6 separate regions of the Mus musculus genome follow, and all the other regions are linked to region 1. A link is a contact called in public HiCAR-type, capture Hi-C and promoter capture Hi-C data. All regions are on one chromosome and are shown on one strand. The core of a region is the stretch at or near the end of the contact, and the rest is flanking DNA. Distances in the headings are between cores, read along the strand shown. Region 1 holds the start of Slc27a1 (solute carrier family 27 (fatty acid transporter), member 1). Region 2 holds the start of Fam32a (family with sequence similarity 32, member A). Region 3 holds the start of Il12rb1 (interleukin 12 receptor, beta 1). Region 4 holds the start of Isyna1 (myo-inositol 1-phosphate synthase A1). Region 5 holds the start of Map1s (microtubule-associated protein 1S). Region 6 holds the start of Rab8a (RAB8A, member RAS oncogene family).

Region 1 (2,700 bases), core at 110-2,609:
CAACCTCATGTGTCACCCTAGTACAGGGGAGATAAAGGGAGAGGATCGGGAGTTCCAGGACAGCCTGGGCTCCATGAAGAGTTCCAGGCCAGCCTGGGCTACATGAGAGCCCATTTCCCAAAACAAGACCTGGAGTCCTTGGGAGCGACTGTCACTCCTCACAGTGTCATCTCTGACCACATGACTAATTTGCTTCAAATGAAGTTTCTTTGCTTCTTTAGGAGAAGAAAAAACAGAAAGAAAGAGAGAAAGAAAGAGAGAAAGGAAGAAAGAAAGTCAATCCAGGAAGCAAAGGCAGGTGAGAACCACTAAAAAAAAGAAAAGAAAAAAAGAAAGAAAAAAAGAAAGCTCAGAGCCAGTAAGTCTGTGACCCCCCATTCCACACCATTCTGCTCTGCCCCCACCCCCATAAACCTGTTTCCTCACTCTTAACGATGCCCAGTCTGCCTCCCTGAAGATCTGTGAAGGCACCCAGATGGTCCCACAAGGGTTGACCTGAGACTTTGAATTCCATCAACACTAAGGTTACCCCAGAAGCCTCCATGTTCCCTGCACACCCTGACTCCTCAGAGACGCTGTGCATACACTGTGCATACATAGAGACCGTCCCACCGACCCTGAATAATAGTCAAAGTTCCACACTCACATGTTATCTGAGGGGCCAACACTACAGATTCTTTAGACACCCTAGTCCTGTAGATTCCGCAAGATGCTCCTTCACCCCAAACCTGTTCATTCCAAGAATCTGGACAGTGGGTCACCCCACTAATCCCACAGAAGCCTCTCACAGTCTACACCACGCCACCGGAACCCCTAGTACTCTCAATACCCACCAGCTACCCACTCTAACGGTGGCAAACGACCACCCTAACAATTCCCCCCAGAGTTCTGTCTTCTGCAGGACCCTGCAGAGCCCTCCAGTCAGTCATTCCACCTTCTGGCCCCAGCCCAGACAATAAAACCAAATTCAGGCCATAAGGGGACCCTCACACCACCCTGCAAGACTCTAGCTCGCCCGAGGGCCATGCATCCACGACCCCTAAATTTCAACTCCATCTACTTACAAGAGGTCTCGCCTCGCCGTCTTGCAGACGATACGCAGAAAGCGCCAGCCGCCGCCACCCACGTACACACAGAACGCCGCCGCCGCGCTCCAGGTCCACGGAAGTCCCAGAAACCAAAGCAGCGCCAGTGAGGCCACAGAGGCTGTTCCTGCTCCAGGAGCCCGCATCCTGCGGAGCACACAGCTGAGACCGCAGGTACCGCCTCCCACCTAGTCCTGATCCCGCCCAGGTCACGTCACAGACCCTGGCCGCGTTCTTTTTCCACACTGTAGCCTAAACCCAAACGCTTTTACTACAAGCCTGGCCCCGCCCCCAGCGTGTACCTTAGTATCAGGTCCCGCCCCGCCGCCGCTGAGCTAAGCACCAAGAAAGCCAAATCCAACCAGTTTACTTAACATTGACCGCCTCAAGGCCTGGGATTGGCTACTTCCATATCAATCTTTATCCTCCGCCCATCAAAGCCAGACCTCCCCCCTTCCCCAAGCACTGACCACGTGGCTAGACACCCCCACGGTCAAGCTCCACCCTTGAGCTTCAGCCCTCCAAGCCTGGGGTCGCCTAGTAACCCGCACACACCTAGGCCCTTCGCAGCCAATGGTCCAGGCCATGCCCTAATGTCGCCTCATCCCTCCTCTGTGTCTCAAAATTCACTTGTTATCCTCATGCTTATCCGGCCTCAGAGGCTGGGTGTTCCTACAAGGACAGCCTCCATCATCCCCCTCATCATTAGGCCACGCCCCAACTGAGGCCTCTTTCTCCGCCCACATTGGGAGCCTCAAATCAAAGTCCGGCAACCTGATCGAGGCTCCTCCTCCAGATGAAGGCCTGTGACCCCACCCCCCTAGCTCACAGGTGATCACTCTACCCTCAAATCCCTCCCTACAGGTGAAGCCTTTGACCCCGCCCTCAGCAGTCCCAACATTCCGCCCCCATCCGCACCTCCGCACTGACCCGGGCTACGCGCCAGGTGATGCCTATGGCTCCGCCCACAGGCGCGGGCCCGCCCACAGTCCCGAGACTATCTGGCATTCGGGACCCAGATTCTACCTGAGCCTCCCGCGTTGCCTCCAGGCTTCGACAGTCACTGTTCACAGAGAGGCCCGGTCCGTGCGGCCCACCTAGTCCCGCCCCAAACCTTCCAATCCGCGGCCAAAAGCTCTCAGCCCCTCAACCCGGCTCCGCACCGGCCGACCCCCTTCCGGAAGGCTTAGGCCATCGAGAAGAACCGCGGGCCAGAGAGCCCGCAACCCAACGAGACTCTCAAGCTAGAGCGGCTAGCCCAGGGTACCTACGAGTCTCCACGGCAACCAAGCGGTGAAAACAAGCAGGTGCTGAAGGCGGGGCTATGGCTCCAGGGGTGTGGCTCCGTCCCGCTAAATCCCAGAAAGTCTGCAAGATCCCCATCCCTGCGCCCATGACCCACTCCCGCCCAGCGCCTGCCTGTGCTGGAGCTTGCCTGATCCAGCTTGTCCTAGATCCAAGCCCCGAGGCTTCTCAGCATTCCAGACTCCGAGAAAGTCGAAATTCACACCCGGGGGTGGAGAGAGCTGCAAAGGCAGCTCTTTGAGATAAGGAGCCCCCAAATCCCAATTCTACCTCCCAAACCTTAACAAGTCACATCCCATTACCCCAGGGC
Region 2 (2,700 bases), core at 6-2,505, 650 kb before region 1:
AAGTCCCAGCCCACATGGTGGCTCACAACCATCTATAATGAGGCCTGGTGCCCTCTTCTGGTTTGCAGGCATATATGCAGGCAGAACACTGCATACATAATAAATAAAGTCTTCCACTCAGGACCAGAGCTACCAACGACAGCAGGAAGGGGTGGCAGACCCTAGGGGACTCTAGTTTGTATCAAGTTGTCCAATTAGGGTGCCCAGAAGGGCCACAAGACCGTAGCCAGCCAGCCCATGTCGTTATTCAATTGCAGAGGCAAAAAAACAAAACAAAACACTCCACTGAAGTACAGGCTATACCAGACCAGAGAACACAATTGGCTGGGAGACAGCAAGGTGACCCACACATCCCAGAAACTCTGTGGGAGTTCCAATACATAATTGATGCCCTTTGTTAGATGGAGAAGGTGCCTTCCTGGGTTTTCTCAACAGGGATATCACATTGTAACACTGCATCCTAGAAGTTCAAGTCTACAGAGATAGTGCCAGGACAACCAAGGCTACATAAAGAAACCTGTCTCAAAGCAAACTAAACAAACAAACAAACACCCAAAATAACTAGTATGGCCTTGTGGGCCATGCTAGCCTCTCCAGGAACTAAAAAGCTGAGGCAGTAGTTCAGGGCCAACTGCAGCCTACATAGAGAGTTACAGAAGAGCCTGGGTTCCATCCACACACACACACAACCTTCAAATAACAAAAGTACATTTGAAGCTAGGAAAGCGAGTTGTCATGGAAACAGACTTTGTGGTAACTTAAGAACAATGAACTTGGCTAGCATTAAGAGCTGATGACATCTGTCTTCCCAGTTCACAAGAAGACCACTTTAGGCAGGGCTACCAGGCTACCAGGAGTTGGGAGAAGGCCTGGGCTACACGGGCAGTTGGAGCCGGCCTGTTCTGCCCCTGCCTCACCCGCTTCTCCTGCATCTTTTCGAAGGCTGCCTGCGCCGGCGTGCGCTTGTCCAGGCAGCGCCTTTTCTCCTCCTCGCTCTTCTTGCTCGTCCCCATGGCCTCCAGCATCTTGGCCTTGTCTTTGTCTTTCTTCTTCTTCTTCCTGAGAGAGAGGGGGACGGTAAGAGGGGCCGGAGCTGGGGGTCGGCCCTCAGGGACAGACCGCGGGCTCCCGGGCCTCACCGCTTTGTCACGCCGAGCTCTGCCACGCCTTTCAGCTTCAGGGGGCCCTTCTGGACTTGCTCGTAGGCCTCCATAGCGCTCGCAAGCCGTGCCCCGGGAACTCCGCCACACTTCCTGTTTGCATACAGTACTTCCGGCCGAAACCCTCCTCGCTTCCTTCTGATTGGTCAGCTAGGACGCACGCGTCCTCAGGGTTCAGAGTAAGTGCACACTTCCGGTCTCGGGTAGTCTTGGCAACTGTCCAACAACATAGCTCGCCTAAAGACACACTTCGTATTTGGGCGTCCATTTCTGACTTTATGGGCATCCACTTTTGCTTTGTGGCATTATTTACTTAATTACTTTTTTTCCAATTTAGAAAATTACAATTACCCAGAACTCCAGAGACAGAGACAGGAGGATCTCTGGATCTCTGGATTCAGCGTGTTTTATGTAGTGACTTCAGGTCAGCCAGAACTAAAGACTGTGTCTCGAAATAAGTAATAAGAAAGAATAAATCTGGGGCTGGTGAGATGGCTCAGTGGGTAAGAGCACCCGACTGCTCTTCCGAAGGTCCAGAGTTCAAATCCCAGCAACCACATGGTGGCTCACAACCATCCGTAACAAGATCTGACTCCCTCTTCTGGTGTGTCTGAAGACAGCTACAATGTACTTACATATAATAATAAATAAATCTTAAAAAAAAAAAGAAAGAATAAATCTTTAAAATTACATTAAAAGTTAGTTACCTGTATACGTGTATGTGAGTGTGTGTACACACGTGCCAGAGCACACGTGGAGTACAGAGGACACTTTGCAGTACTCTCAGGCCTTATGCTGTGGGTTCCTGGGAATCAGACTGATGTGGTCATATTTATAGACGAAGATCCTTTGTCTGCTGAGTCATCTCAATGGTCACAATTATTTTTCTGTGAGTTTGAGGGCAGAAGTGTCATGACACTAAATGAGTCTGATAAACGTGGAATTTGCTGTGTAGACTGCTCTGACCTCTAGCTTGCTGCAGTTCTGACTGAGCATGCAGAAAACTGGAACTGCAGGTGTGTGCCACTGCCCTAGCTTGTCTTGTTGATGTTTTATAGAGGACAGGCTTGCTATGTAGCAGATGATTAAACTGTCTTTTTGGTTGTTTGTTTGTTTTGAGACAGGGTCTCACTGTGTAGCCTTGGCTGTCCTTGTACTCCTTATGTAGGCTATGCTGTTGTGAATTCAGGGATATCCACCTGCCTCTGCCTCCCAAGGGCTGAGTTTAAAGGTGCGTGCCACCATGCCCAGCAACCTTACTTCCCAACTACTGGGATCACAGATGTGCTGGGATTTTTTTTTTTCTATAGCAATTTTGGGGAGTGGGGAGGTTACATTTATTTATTTGTGTGCTGTGTAGAGCAAGTAGAGGTCAGAGCACAACTGTGGGAGCTGCTTTGCTCCTTCCACTGTGTGTCCAGGGAATCAGGCCCCTACTGCTGTTCTGTGAGAGGCTCTCTCTGTGTGCGAGGCTCTCCTTACACAGCCCCGAAGCTTGTGACTCCCTTAGTTCTGGATGTTAAGCCTGAGCCACTACACC
Region 3 (2,700 bases), core at 115-2,614, 760 kb after region 1:
TCCTGTGAGCCTGGGAGAGCACAGGAGCGAACATCAGCTTGCCCACCCCCGAGTCCGTCTGTGTCTGTTTGCTATCAGCACAGCAGCCTGCAGACCCACACATCCCTCGCCCACACCCCTACCAACCCACCCAATTCACCCACCCCACACCCCAAAAATCCACCCACCCACTCAAACGCTCATTCTCACCCAACCTGTCTACCCACCCATTGTCCATCAGTCCGTCCTCTCTCAGCCGTCATCCCTCCCCCAGGTGGCCCATGGGTCCCTCTGTGACTGCCAAGGGCACACACAGGAAGGGGGGTGGGGCAGCACATTTGCCCTAGAAAAGCAAGCTGCTGAGGAGGGTAACAGCCCCACAAGTGCACGATCCTGGTAGTCAGGGGCAATAACAGTCCCCGGGGGATGGTGATGTCCTGTGGGGATTCCACTGAGGTGTTCCAGCACCAGGGTCTCCCTAGAAGCCTATGTAGACACAGAGTGTAGACACACCAGGCAAGGACGCCAGCCTAACTGGAAGCATGTCAAGATTGTCCGGTGAAATTGGCCTTTTGGATTCTAAGGTGAGGGTCTTCTTCCCTCCCCTGGTGACCCCAGCCCTGCAGCCTGAAGTCATGCTTCCCTCTCTGCCGCCTCAGGTTCTAGGATGGTAGCCCTCTGTAGGAGGGGCCCTTGCCTCTTGCTATGAGTAGCACATGGTATCCTCCAAAGGCCTGCAGCTCTTTTGCTGGGGCAATCCTGACTGCTATCCCTGGAGCCAACAAGCTACAGATGCCTGGCCTACAGAGGAATAGAGAGGCATAGAGAGGCATAGAATTTGCCCAGAGTCACACAGCAGCCATGACTGAGGTGGATCCACGGGGCCCCGGCCCTTCTCAGCCTGGTCCAGGCGTTGTCCTGATAGGCACGGCCTGTGCATATCCCATGTATGAGAGTCTATGGCAAGCTGTGTGCAGAACATGCAATCTTCCATGTGTCTGCCATCCCTTGAGCTTTTCTTGTTTAAGAAGATGGGAGATTGGAATGGGTCAGACTCCTCTGAGAGGGGAAACTCAAACCCGGACTTAAGTTAGATCCAAGGCCACAAGGACAAAGAGGAAGACGGCCTCAGAAACCACCAGGCCATGGAGCCTGTAGGCTGCCAGGGACCCCTCCCTACCCAGGAGAGTGGTGCAAGGATTGGTGGGGACTCACCGCCTAGCTGGCAAAGCAGGAGGAAGGTGATGTGTTTGCTGGTCCCTGCCAGCCCCATCATGTCCATGAGGAGCCGAGTCGTGAGGCCCCAGGAACTTCTGCAGGGCTGAAGGGGCCCAGCCGCCTTGTCCACGCTCAGAAACACACTGACACTGAGAGAGAAAGAAAGTGAAGAGGGGGAGAAGAAAAGAAAGAAAAACTCATTGTCTCCAGGCCAGTCAAAGTGAAAGCAAAAGCCAGGAAGTCAGCCCAAAGGTGGGGGCCCCTCTGCACTACAAACCCACCTTGGGGTGAGTAAGCCTAGAAATCTCTTGGAGGGTTTTTTTTGGGGGGTGGGTGGGGGGTGGGGACAGGGTTTCCTGTAGCTCAGGATGAACTTAAATTTACTCTGTGGCTGAGGCTGGCCTTGAACTCCTGCCCTCACATCCCTAGTGCTGAGATGACAGGTGTGTATCACACCTCTCCTGATCCAACGGGGACTGGGGATGGAGCCCAGAGCTTCCTGCATGCTGTGCAGATAGATGCTCTAGAAACTGAGCCCCCACCTGCAGGTTGCATTTTAAAGTCCATTTTCTAGTACAGGGAGGTTGAGATAAGGGATGGCCATGATTTTTGTGGGCAGCCTGTACTATATAGACAAAAGGAAGAAAGAAGGGAAGAAAGAAAGAGAGAGAAAGAAAAAATTAAGTGGTATGACCGTTCTTTAAACATGTCATCAGGGGAGGAGAGAAAAAAAAAGATGTTATCAAAGCACGGTGGTGATGGTCCACACCTTTAATCTCAGCACTCAGGAGGCAGAGGCAGACAGATCTCTTGAGTTTGAAGCCAACCTGGTCTACAGAGTGAATTCCAGGACAGCCAGGGCTACACAGAGAAACCCTGTCTCAAATTAAAAGTTCCAGGGCTCACACAGATGATAATCTTTTGTGGGTTGGGCATAAGGGGAAACTGAGGCCTATACAGATGAGTTCATGGTGCTCTTTTGGGGGGAGGGCAGCTTGGAGCAGGGGCTATGTTCTCAGGACAGCTGGCTCAGCCTGGCCCAGGGTCAAGTGTCCTGAAGGCTATGAGGTCAGCAGCTCTGGGACAATGAGGCTGTGTCTCTGCCCTGGCACACTCCACCCGTGTGACCCACACAGACTGGCTCCCTGGTGCTCACAGGGAGGGACCAGGGGCTGGGGGAGGGATGGAGTCAGGGAGATGGAATAGACACACAGGGAAAGCCAGGTGCAGTAACACAAACCTGCCATCCAAGCACTTACCTGGAAGGCTGAGGCAGGGGTACTGCTGTGAGTTCTAGGCCATTCAGAACATTCTAGGTCGTGGAAGAGTATAGCATGAGTTTGACCTGCACCCTGCCCCCACCATTGTCTTAAAATGGCCTGCTCTCAGAAAGACTGCTATGGCTGACTCCACATCACAGATAAAGAAACTGAGTCCAGGGGCCCCAGTTGGAGGCAAAGAGATGGAGTGATTCAGCATCACGGGGGCCAAACTTGGTTCTTT
Region 4 (2,700 bases), core at 65-2,564, 980 kb after region 1:
GCGCTCCGTATTGGCGGTCCACAGCACGATGACCTTATCCAATCCCGCACTGGATCGGAAATCTCTAATGTCCTTTCGGATTTGCTCCAACTGGGAAAGGAAGGAGGAAGATTAGGTGGAGGTTGTCTTAAGTTGTCCGGAGGCTTGGGCCCCGGGGTATAGGAATTATTGCCAAAGGGAGAGACCATGTGGCCATGTAACAGGTGACAGTAAGGCCTGGGAGTGGGTCGAGGACCCCACCTGTTGGGCACGTGTGCCAGGGATGAGGTTGTCCGCACGTGCTGTCTGGTTGGCAGCGATGAACTCAGGAATGTAGACTGAGGGCCGCGGACGCAGGCTCTCCATGTGGGGCCACAGCTGTTCCTGCAGACCGCAGTCCAGGACCTGCGCGCGCCGCATGGCCTCGGCCAGGTTCAGCGACGAGATATCCCAGCCTGGGTTGCGGGGACCCTTAACACAGGACCCATCCCGTACCCTGGGCCCTCCCACACTTAACCCCATCCCGTCCCGAGGCTTTGCCCACCATCAAACACCAGGTCGTTGGGGGCCACCATGGGTAGCAGCGCACTGAAGGGCACAAACACCTCCCGGCCGTTCTCATCCAGACCCAAGTTCACGGTGCCCGCCTGGGTCAACGATCCATAATAGTTTGCCTCCTGGGAAGGGAGGGGGTGCGGCAAGCAGAGCAGGGTGTTGAGGGGCTGAGGGGTCCGGCTTGCTGAGACGCGCTAGTCCAACAAGCCACGCCCCTCCCCCAGTTCTGCTCGCCACACCCCCACCCCGTATTCTCCTAGTAGCCACGGCCCCCACCTTGCGACCTGTGCGCGTGGGCCAGGTTAGGCGCAGCCGATTGGCCAGAACAGCAGCAGTGAGCGTGGAGCCGTTGTTCCCGCCCCAGCCGACCAACATGACCCCGAGTCGGGGCACCTGCCGGGCGGTGCGGAAGGTGAAACGCGTAGCCCTGGGCTGCACCTAAGGAAGAGTTGGGAGTGAGTCGCGGGACCTCGGGTTCCCAGTGTCCTCCGCCGCCCGCGCCCCGCGCGCACCCGCAGCACGCCGCCCTCGCGGCTGACGCGCGTTGTCCGGTACTCGTAGCGCGCCTCGATGGTTTCGGGGCTGTAGACCACGTCCGGGCTATCCACGAGGATCTCGGCGGCGGGCTCCATCGTGGCGAGCTGTGGGCCAGAGCCAGTGAGCGCGGAATCACCACCCGAGAGCCAACCTTACGGCCTAGGATAGGTTCGTACTTACCGGCCCAGAGTTGGATCAGACTGCGGCAGCGGACAGCGTGGGCCCGAGGGCTCTGGGGCAGCGAAGAAAAACGCCGATGCCACGCCTCGACCACGCCCCTGATGGGCGTGACTTGCGACCAGGGTTCTGGGTGCTCTAAACCCAGGTAGCCGGAAGGAGTCTCAGGCGCGAGCGTCTTGCGCGTTACCTCGCTGCGCACCCTTGTACCACCAGGCAGCCAATGAGCGATGGCCACCGACAGGGAGGTGGGGCATGTCTGGTCGAGGGGCTTTTTGGGGGGGGGGGGGGTCTCAGAGCTGCTCGGCTGTCTGTCCCGCCCTCTCCCAGTCCTCCAGCTGCGATCACTGGCCTGATGGCCCTGCCCAGAGGAGGAGACAGAATGGGCAGGTCTACGCGGCCTCCCCCTGGGTAGGCACAGTGATAAGGAACATGGGAACTCGGCAGGCAGGCGGGGGAGGTGCCCCCAGAACTTTCCAAAACAAGTGGCCTCCTCCTAGCGGAAACTTTCCACAGCTGGAGCTGTGCCAAAAAGGTGGATTGTCCGAAATGTCTGCACGAAAATAAGAGGGGGCCCGCTCTGTGGGTGTCAAGACTTTATTTGCCGTTGCTAACACGAACCAGCCCAACTGAACTCATCCCGGTGAAGAGACTCAGGCAGGGTTCCCAGAGGAGGGGACTGTTGGGGATCGTTTTGATGTATGAAGGGGAGATTGTCATGGGAGAACTACAGGCGGAACCCGCTACACCCCCTAAAGTAAAGCTCCGGGGAGGGTCTCAGATGCAAGGGCTGAGGAGCACCATGGGGAAATGGGTTGTGCTTTAGATTGCTGCCCACTTTCTGTCCTCTTGTGGTGTGCCACAGTAGAAATGGCAGATTGTTTATCTCTTTTAGGTAATGAAACTGTCTGGTGGCCAATATCGGTCATCTCAGCATTTGGGAGGTTGAGGCAGAAAGACTGCACTGGGACATTCATTTTGCAAGGGGCTCGGGGCTGGGAGCAAGGCCGAGTCCCCAAAAGGGCCCTTCCCGGGAGGACATCCTTGACCAGGGTGGGGTTGGGGTCGCTGTAGCAGACTGCTCTGGTTGGGAGGTGCGTGGGGACAAGGGTTAGCCCTGGGCTCTGGGAAGGCGATGGAAGAGCATGGTCAAGCTGTTCCTAGGTAGTGAGTACACAGCGGCCCACAGGGTGCCTGACTCTCCTTCCACCCCCTCAGCTGCCTCAGAACTGTCAGAAGTCTGGCCAAGGCCTCAAGGGAGTCCTACTGACCCCAGCCCTCCCTCACAGGCTGCCTTTGACTTTTCCCTTTGAAAACAAACATGCTGCCTCTGACGCATGCCCAGCCTGTGCTTTCTGCTTGGAGCCAGGGGCTGATGGTGGCCATGCTCGGCCTCCATGGCCTCAGATGCTAGCTGGACTGACAGCTCTAAGAGACAGGTAATTCTCGCTG
Region 5 (2,732 bases), core at 114-2,613, 660 kb after region 1:
CTGGAAAAAGTTTGCTCTTAATCACTGAGCCACCTCTCCAGCCTCATAAAGTTATTTTTGTTGCTCCTTGATAACTAATTTTACTAGTTACAAACTGTAAATATCTGATATGCAGCCCCTCTCCAGAAGGGTCATGAATCACCGGCTGAGAACTCCTGCTCTAGGCAACTCCTGCTCTAGGCCTTCAGCATCCTCAAGTACCCTGACACCATGGAAGTCTTGCTTGCTTTGAGTCCTCTTCCCCAGCACATCAGCACTTCTCAGAAGACAAGGGACACTGCCTGTCGTTCAGCCCAGCCTGTATGCTGAGGCTGTCCCACTTAGGCCCAAGGACCATGCACCTCGATGGGCATTCTACATTGTTCTGGGGATTTGATTTTTTTTTGAGACATGGTCTCACGTAGTCCATGCTGAATACAACTGCTCTATGAAGTTAAGGACAAGCCCTTTATCTGATGTGCATCTCAAAGGTGCTGAGATGACAAGTGAAGAATGCTGGGGATGAAGCCCATGATCAAGCACTCCAGGCAACTTTAGATCTATCGACTGAATCCCAGCACTTATTTTGAATAGGTTGTCTTGTAGCCCAGACTGGCCTGGAACTTGCAGTGCTCCTCTGGCCTCAGCTCACGACTGCAGGGGTAACAGGCATAGGCATCGCATTCGCTACCCCATTGCAGAGGATGCTGCTGCGCTCGATGCCCCAGTGTGGCAGGTGCGCCTGAGTCAGCTCCCCTCGTGCCAAGCATCCCCGGGGCGGCCGCGCCACCCACGCACCAATTAGCACCCCCGGAAAGCAGGCCCCCGGGCGCCGGGGGAACTTGCCAGCCAGGCGAAGGGAGGGGCCGTGGGAGTGAGGCCGCACACCGCCAGAACCCCGAAGTCGGGGACGCAGCGCCCACCCGGCCGCAGGCCGCTCCCCGAACCCTGTATCCCCGGAATGTGACGCCACATCTAACGTGCCCCACGCGGATCCCAGCCTGCCGCGCCCCACCCAGACCCAGTAACCCGTGTGGCAGAGTTTTGTCCAGGCCGCCGCTAGGCACGTGCGCAACCCTATGCCCGTCTGGATCGTAGGCCACGCCCGGAACGTTGCGTCCAGGGACCCCGCACCCCACCCGGACCCCGGCCCGCCGCGCGCCGGAACCCCCAGCCCCGGACGCCCCGCCCCGCCCCGCTGCCACCGCCCCAAGTCCCCACGGACCCGACCTCGTTCCAACTCCTCCATGACGTAGGCCAGCAGCCCGGGGCAGCCACACTCGCCACCCACCACCAGCAACAGTAGGGAGCTGGGCGCCTCCACAGCCTCCGGCGCCGCCATCACTGCCGCCATCTTCGCACCGCCCCGACGCTCTGAGCGCCCCGCCCCGCTGGCCACGCCCCTTCAGGGAGCTTACCGGAAGCACCGGAGACCCCGGCCGGAAGCGCCCCCTCCTCTCCACCCCTCTGTCAATGCCCGCTAGGCTTTGGGAGCCCGAAGAGGACTGAGACTGGCTGTGTACTAAGATACCGTTATCCCTCCCAAATTTCATCCATTCATTTTTCATTCATTCCCTCATTCATTCTCCCGCTAAGCAACGCTTAGAATCTCTGTCCCCCGAAAACTCATTCCATCACAGGGGTTCTGCACAGAACCAGAGTCGGCTAGGTCCTGCGAGCTTCCTGAGTTAGAACCTGGACAGAAGAGAGCTTGGGGATGTGTAGCTGCTTGCTAGGTGTGTGTGCTGGGCCGGGTCATTTTGGAAGAAAGGACATTTTGGAGGGGTAAAGTCACCAAGCCTATCTGACACCAAGTCAGGTTGTCTCTAGATGACCCTGGGACTGTGATCTTCCTGCCTCCACAGCTTCCCACACGTTGGGACAGTAGACAGCTTGGGATTCACTAGGGCTATGTGTGATGGAGACTGCTTATGTGGCTCCCACTCAGACCTGGAACATTTTCACCCCAAACTTGCATCTTGGTTTATTTGTTTTTCGAAACAGGGTCTTTCTGTGTAGCCCTGGCTGTCTCGGAACTTGCTCTCTAGATCAGGCTGGCCTCAAATTCACAGAGATCTGCCTGCTTCTGCCTCCTGAGTGCTGAATTCAAAGGTGTGCTCCACCACCACCCAGTCCAATCTTACTTCTTTTTTGGCCATTCCATGTTAAGTATTTGAAATGCTGTTCACCCCAAGAAGGACCAGCTGGCTCCCCTCAAGAGTGAGCCTTCTGTCTCTGGAGTAAACAACTAAGCCCAGCCAGGTGCTTCCATTCACAGTCAACCTCCACTACCTAACAAATATGAGTCCAGCCTAGGCTACATCAAGTCATATATCAAAAAGAAACAACAATTTAAAAAGACAAAGATTCATGCCTTTAACCTCATCATCTCTCTAGAGACAGAGGCAAGAGGATCTTTGTGAGTTCAAGGCCAACACTGGTGTACACAGTGTTGACAAGACAGACAGACAGACTTTTAAAATAAATGAAAAACAAGCAAAGGCAATTCAGGACTGGTGTGATGCATCAGGAACCCAAATCAAGCCTGCTGCTGACAGACGTTCTGTAAAGGACTTCCCCAAGCCAACTTCCTCCATCAGTCCGTAGCATCAGCCAAGTCCTCAAGCCATGGTCTGAGCTTCCTGGATACTCTTTTGGCGCCAATATCCTTCCTGAATCCTGACTCCTCCCCCTTAACTGGTCAGCCTGCAGAAGTTGATGGCTTGTGATTTCCTCTGTTGTTATAACGGAAA
Region 6 (2,700 bases), core at 91-2,590, 590 kb before region 1:
TACAGGTGTTCACTACCACATCTGGTTTCAGGGTGCTGGAGATGGCACCCAGGGTTCCAACAATGGAACCACATCCTGACTAGGGATAAACCAAGCCTAGTGACTATTCTCTTGTTTCAGGACCATACACCATCCAGGTCACTCTGTTTGGCAGGATTTACTTCCAGGTAACACTCAATGTGAGCCATGACTATTCATGGTAAGGAGCATGGTCAGCACCATTTTTGACGTCAGAACTGGGGCCATCACAAGCCAATTCTGTTCAACTGTGCCGTGAGGCAGCCCTGGGGAAAAGCTGTTCAGGTGGTGTTCTTGGCCCAGTGAAAGGAAGTCAGTCAAGGCTGCACGTAGCCATGGCTGGACTTAGTTTCTTACTGGAACTTTTTCTCTTGTATTCCCACCAGGATGACAGATACTGTCACCATTCCTCAGAGAGAAGGCAGGAGGACTTTGGGTTGGAGTCCTGACTTAGATGTGGATCAGTGGTGCTGGTCCTTTGAAGCTCTGGAACAGCTGAACCTTGAATTTTGGAGTCAGACACACCTGGGTTCAAATCTCATCCCTAATACCTGTAGACTGTGACCTTCAGTGCGTGCCGCACCCTCCCTCAGTTTCAAATTCCTCCTCCAGGGACAAAGCACCCATCACGAGTACACTACAGATTTGATACTGCACATGCCAAGCTTGCCACATAGGAAACTACGAGGTCAGGTGTCACCTCCATGCCTCAGTTTCCACTTTTGGAAGACGGGGGTCTCCCCGGAAGAACAGTGTAGAGGTCTGATGTAAAGACACAGAGAGTTGACAGGCGCCAGGACCCCAGGGCAGGCTCTTCCTCAGACTGCAGCCTGCATGTCCCTGTCTGCACCTTGGTCTCCGGCGCCCGCCAGGGTCCCGGCCTGGACTCCCTGGCGGGAGGTGGAGGCCGCTGCGGTTCTCTGTCCAGCCCCGTGACCCTCCCGGATCCTCGGCCCGAGTGGATCCTGAGTCGATCCCTCAGCCCAGCCCCATAGGGGCGCGTCCAGCCCTGGTCACCGGCCGCCCAAGGCCCCGCTACCTATGGTAGAGATGAATGTGGAGTTGAAGGCGTCCTCGGAGAAGCGGAACAGGACACAGGTCTTCCCTACCCCCGAGTCCCCGATCAGCAGCAGCTTGAACAGGTAATCGTAGGTCTTCGCCATATTACACTCTCTCCCCGACGGGAAGTACGGCCGGCGCCTCGCCACTGGTCGCTGGACCCGTCTATCATCTCAGATCCCGCCCCCTATTGGCCCCCTGCCCGCCGCGCATCATCCAGGCCTACGCCCGCCACCCGGAGCCCCGCCTGTCGCAGAGAGCCCAGGGGAAAAAGGCGAAAGCGGCGCAGAGCCGGAAGCAGCCGACTGCACAGCCCATTGGTTGACGCTTGGTATAGGGAGGTTTGTTATTGGCTAGTGCTGGAGAGTCGAGGGTGAGGGCGTCAAATGACCAGCGATGGGTGTGGTCACATCTTGACCCCGCCTTCCCGTGCGCGCCTTCTCCTCAGCCCTTCAGCGTCCAGGCCCTGCCCCCGACAGGAGGGACCCCAACAATTCCGCGCGCTGGTTGATGAGAGAGTGGGAGGGACGGGCTTGGTGAACAGGCGCAAGCGTACTGGGAAGACGGTTGGCTCTGGCAGAGAGCGCACGCGCGCAGAGAACGCCTCGTGTTTCCCGCCTTCTCTGCCTGCGCAGCAGCAGCCGTAGCCGCAGCCGGCGCTGAGGCGAAGCGCAGGAAGTACCTGTGGTAATGCTTCTGAGGAGGATTTTCGGCGGTGCAAAAGTGGCGCGGGTTAAGATGTGCTGCAGACTCGCTCCTCGGCCTTGGCGCCCACCATTGGACTTACTTAGGTGCTGTACAGGCAAGCCGGCCATTGCCGTGAGCGATCCCAGGGCTTCAGCGCCGGTAGGGCTATGTTATCATTTCCAAGTAATGGCAGCGTTTTTTGTTTTGTTTTGTTTTGTTTTCTTTTCTGTGCTTGCGGGTGCTATCTATACTTAAAAATAAGTCAAGGTCCTTCACCCCACACCAGCCCGGCTTGGTAGGTAATCTTTTCCTCGTTTTATGGTAAGTATACTGAAGACAGGTGAAGTGACTTTCCTAGGTTTCAGAGTAGCATTTTTTTTTCCCTTCTGTTTTTTAATATGTTGAGGTGTAGTCCCGGAGTAACGGGAGAACAGTGACAAAATAAAATAAAGCCACATTAAGATAAACATCTGAGGGCTGGAGAGATGGCTCAGCGGTTAAGACTACTCTTCCAGAGGCCTTGAGTTCAATACCCAGCAACCACATGGTGCCTCATAACCATCTGTAATGGAATCCAGTGCCCCCTTTTGGTGTGTCTGAAGACAACTACAGTGTACTCAAATCTTAAAAAGAAAAAAGGAGTGGGGGGGGGTGGATAGATGGCTCAGTGTTTAAGAGCACTTACTGATCTTCCAGAGGTCCTGAATTACATGGTGGCTCACAATCATCAGTAATGAGATCTGATGCCCTCTTCTGGGGTGTCTAAAGACAGCTACAGTGTACTTACATATAATAAATAAATTAAAAAAAAAAAGATCTGAGTTGCTGACTACATGGCTCAGCCAGTAAAGTAAGTCATTTGTTGCTAAATCTGAGGATTGTATTCAATTCCTGGGCATACTTACTGGAAAGAGATCCAACTCCTGCAAGTTGTCC

The links. HiCAR-type assays count read pairs that join an accessible place to other places. Capture Hi-C pulls out chosen DNA fragments and counts their contacts.
Region 2: a promoter capture Hi-C map of adipose tissue shows a contact between it and region 1. The contact joins the promoter of Fam32a here to the promoter of Slc27a1 in region 1. A contact is called at or near these places in 1 of 39 promoter capture datasets (pre-B cells), 1 of 484 Hi-C or Micro-C datasets (myocytes), 1 of 115 datasets of contacts at active chromatin or transcription factors (large pre-B cells) and 1 of 9 other capture datasets (adipose tissue).
Region 3: a contact with region 1 is called in a promoter capture Hi-C map of pancreatic islet. The contact joins the promoter of Il12rb1 here to the promoter of Slc27a1 in region 1. A contact is called at or near these places in 1 of 39 promoter capture datasets (hippocampal neurons), 1 of 484 Hi-C or Micro-C datasets (cerebral cortex), 4 of 115 datasets of contacts at active chromatin or transcription factors (bone marrow-derived macrophages, pancreatic cancer cells and stem cell-derived neural progenitor cells) and 2 of 9 other capture datasets (embryonic stem cells and pancreatic islet).
Region 4: a promoter capture Hi-C map of pancreatic islet shows a contact between it and region 1, with 2.4 times the contacts expected there. The contact joins the promoter of Isyna1 here to the promoter of Slc27a1 in region 1. A contact is called at or near these places in 1 of 484 Hi-C or Micro-C datasets (uterus), 1 of 115 datasets of contacts at active chromatin or transcription factors (forebrain) and 1 of 9 other capture datasets (pancreatic islet).
Region 5: a HiCAR-type map of astrocytes shows a contact between it and region 1, with 3 times the contacts expected there. The contact joins the promoter of Map1s here to the promoter of Slc27a1 in region 1. A contact is called at or near these places in 5 of 39 promoter capture datasets (cranial neural crest, embryonic stem cells, frontonasal cranial neural crest and 2 more), 2 of 484 Hi-C or Micro-C datasets (CD4 T cells and uterus) and 9 of 115 datasets of contacts at active chromatin or transcription factors (astrocytes, bone marrow-derived macrophages, embryonic stem cells and 5 more).
Region 6: a capture Hi-C map of embryonic stem cells shows a contact between it and region 1, with 2.8 times the contacts expected there. The contact joins the promoter of Rab8a here to the promoter of Slc27a1 in region 1. A contact is called at or near these places in 4 of 39 promoter capture datasets (cranial neural crest, embryonic stem cells, maxillary cranial neural crest and 1 more), 2 of 484 Hi-C or Micro-C datasets (both in embryonic stem cells), 6 of 115 datasets of contacts at active chromatin or transcription factors (embryonic stem cells, extraembryonic endoderm stem cells, large pre-B cells and 3 more) and 1 of 9 other capture datasets (embryonic stem cells).

Annotation. Positions count from the first base shown.
Region 1 is chr8:71,569,253-71,571,952 of GRCm38.p6, reverse strand. Slc27a1 (solute carrier family 27 (fatty acid transporter), member 1) reads right to left here and starts at 1,359. Exons shown (of 12, transcript NM_001357182.1): 1 at 1,065-1,359. The coding sequence starts at 1,231.
Region 2 is chr8:72,218,300-72,220,999 of GRCm38.p6, reverse strand. Fam32a (family with sequence similarity 32, member A) reads right to left here and starts at 1,255. Exons shown (of 4, transcript NM_026455.5): 1 at 1,140-1,255; 2 at 918-1,059. The coding sequence starts at 1,213.
Region 3 is chr8:70,807,113-70,809,812 of GRCm38.p6, reverse strand. It overlaps Il12rb1 (interleukin 12 receptor, beta 1), which reads right to left and starts at 1,364. Exons shown (of 16, transcript NM_008353.2): 1 at 1,195-1,364. The coding sequence starts at 1,261.
Region 4 is chr8:70,593,095-70,595,794 of GRCm38.p6, reverse strand. It overlaps Isyna1 (myo-inositol 1-phosphate synthase A1), which reads right to left and starts at 1,314. Exons shown (of 11, transcript NM_023627.1): 1 at 1,252-1,314; 2 at 1,047-1,175; 3 at 811-972; 4 at 524-656; 5 at 241-434; 6 at 1-90. The coding sequence starts at 1,166.
Region 5 is chr8:70,904,605-70,907,336 of GRCm38.p6, reverse strand. Map1s (microtubule-associated protein 1S) reads right to left here and starts at 1,363. Exons shown (of 7, transcript NM_173013.3): 1 at 1,210-1,363. The coding sequence starts at 1,333.
Region 6 is chr8:72,159,840-72,162,539 of GRCm38.p6, reverse strand. Rab8a (RAB8A, member RAS oncogene family) reads right to left here and starts at 1,340. Exons shown (of 8, transcript NM_023126.2): 1 at 1,058-1,340. The coding sequence starts at 1,181.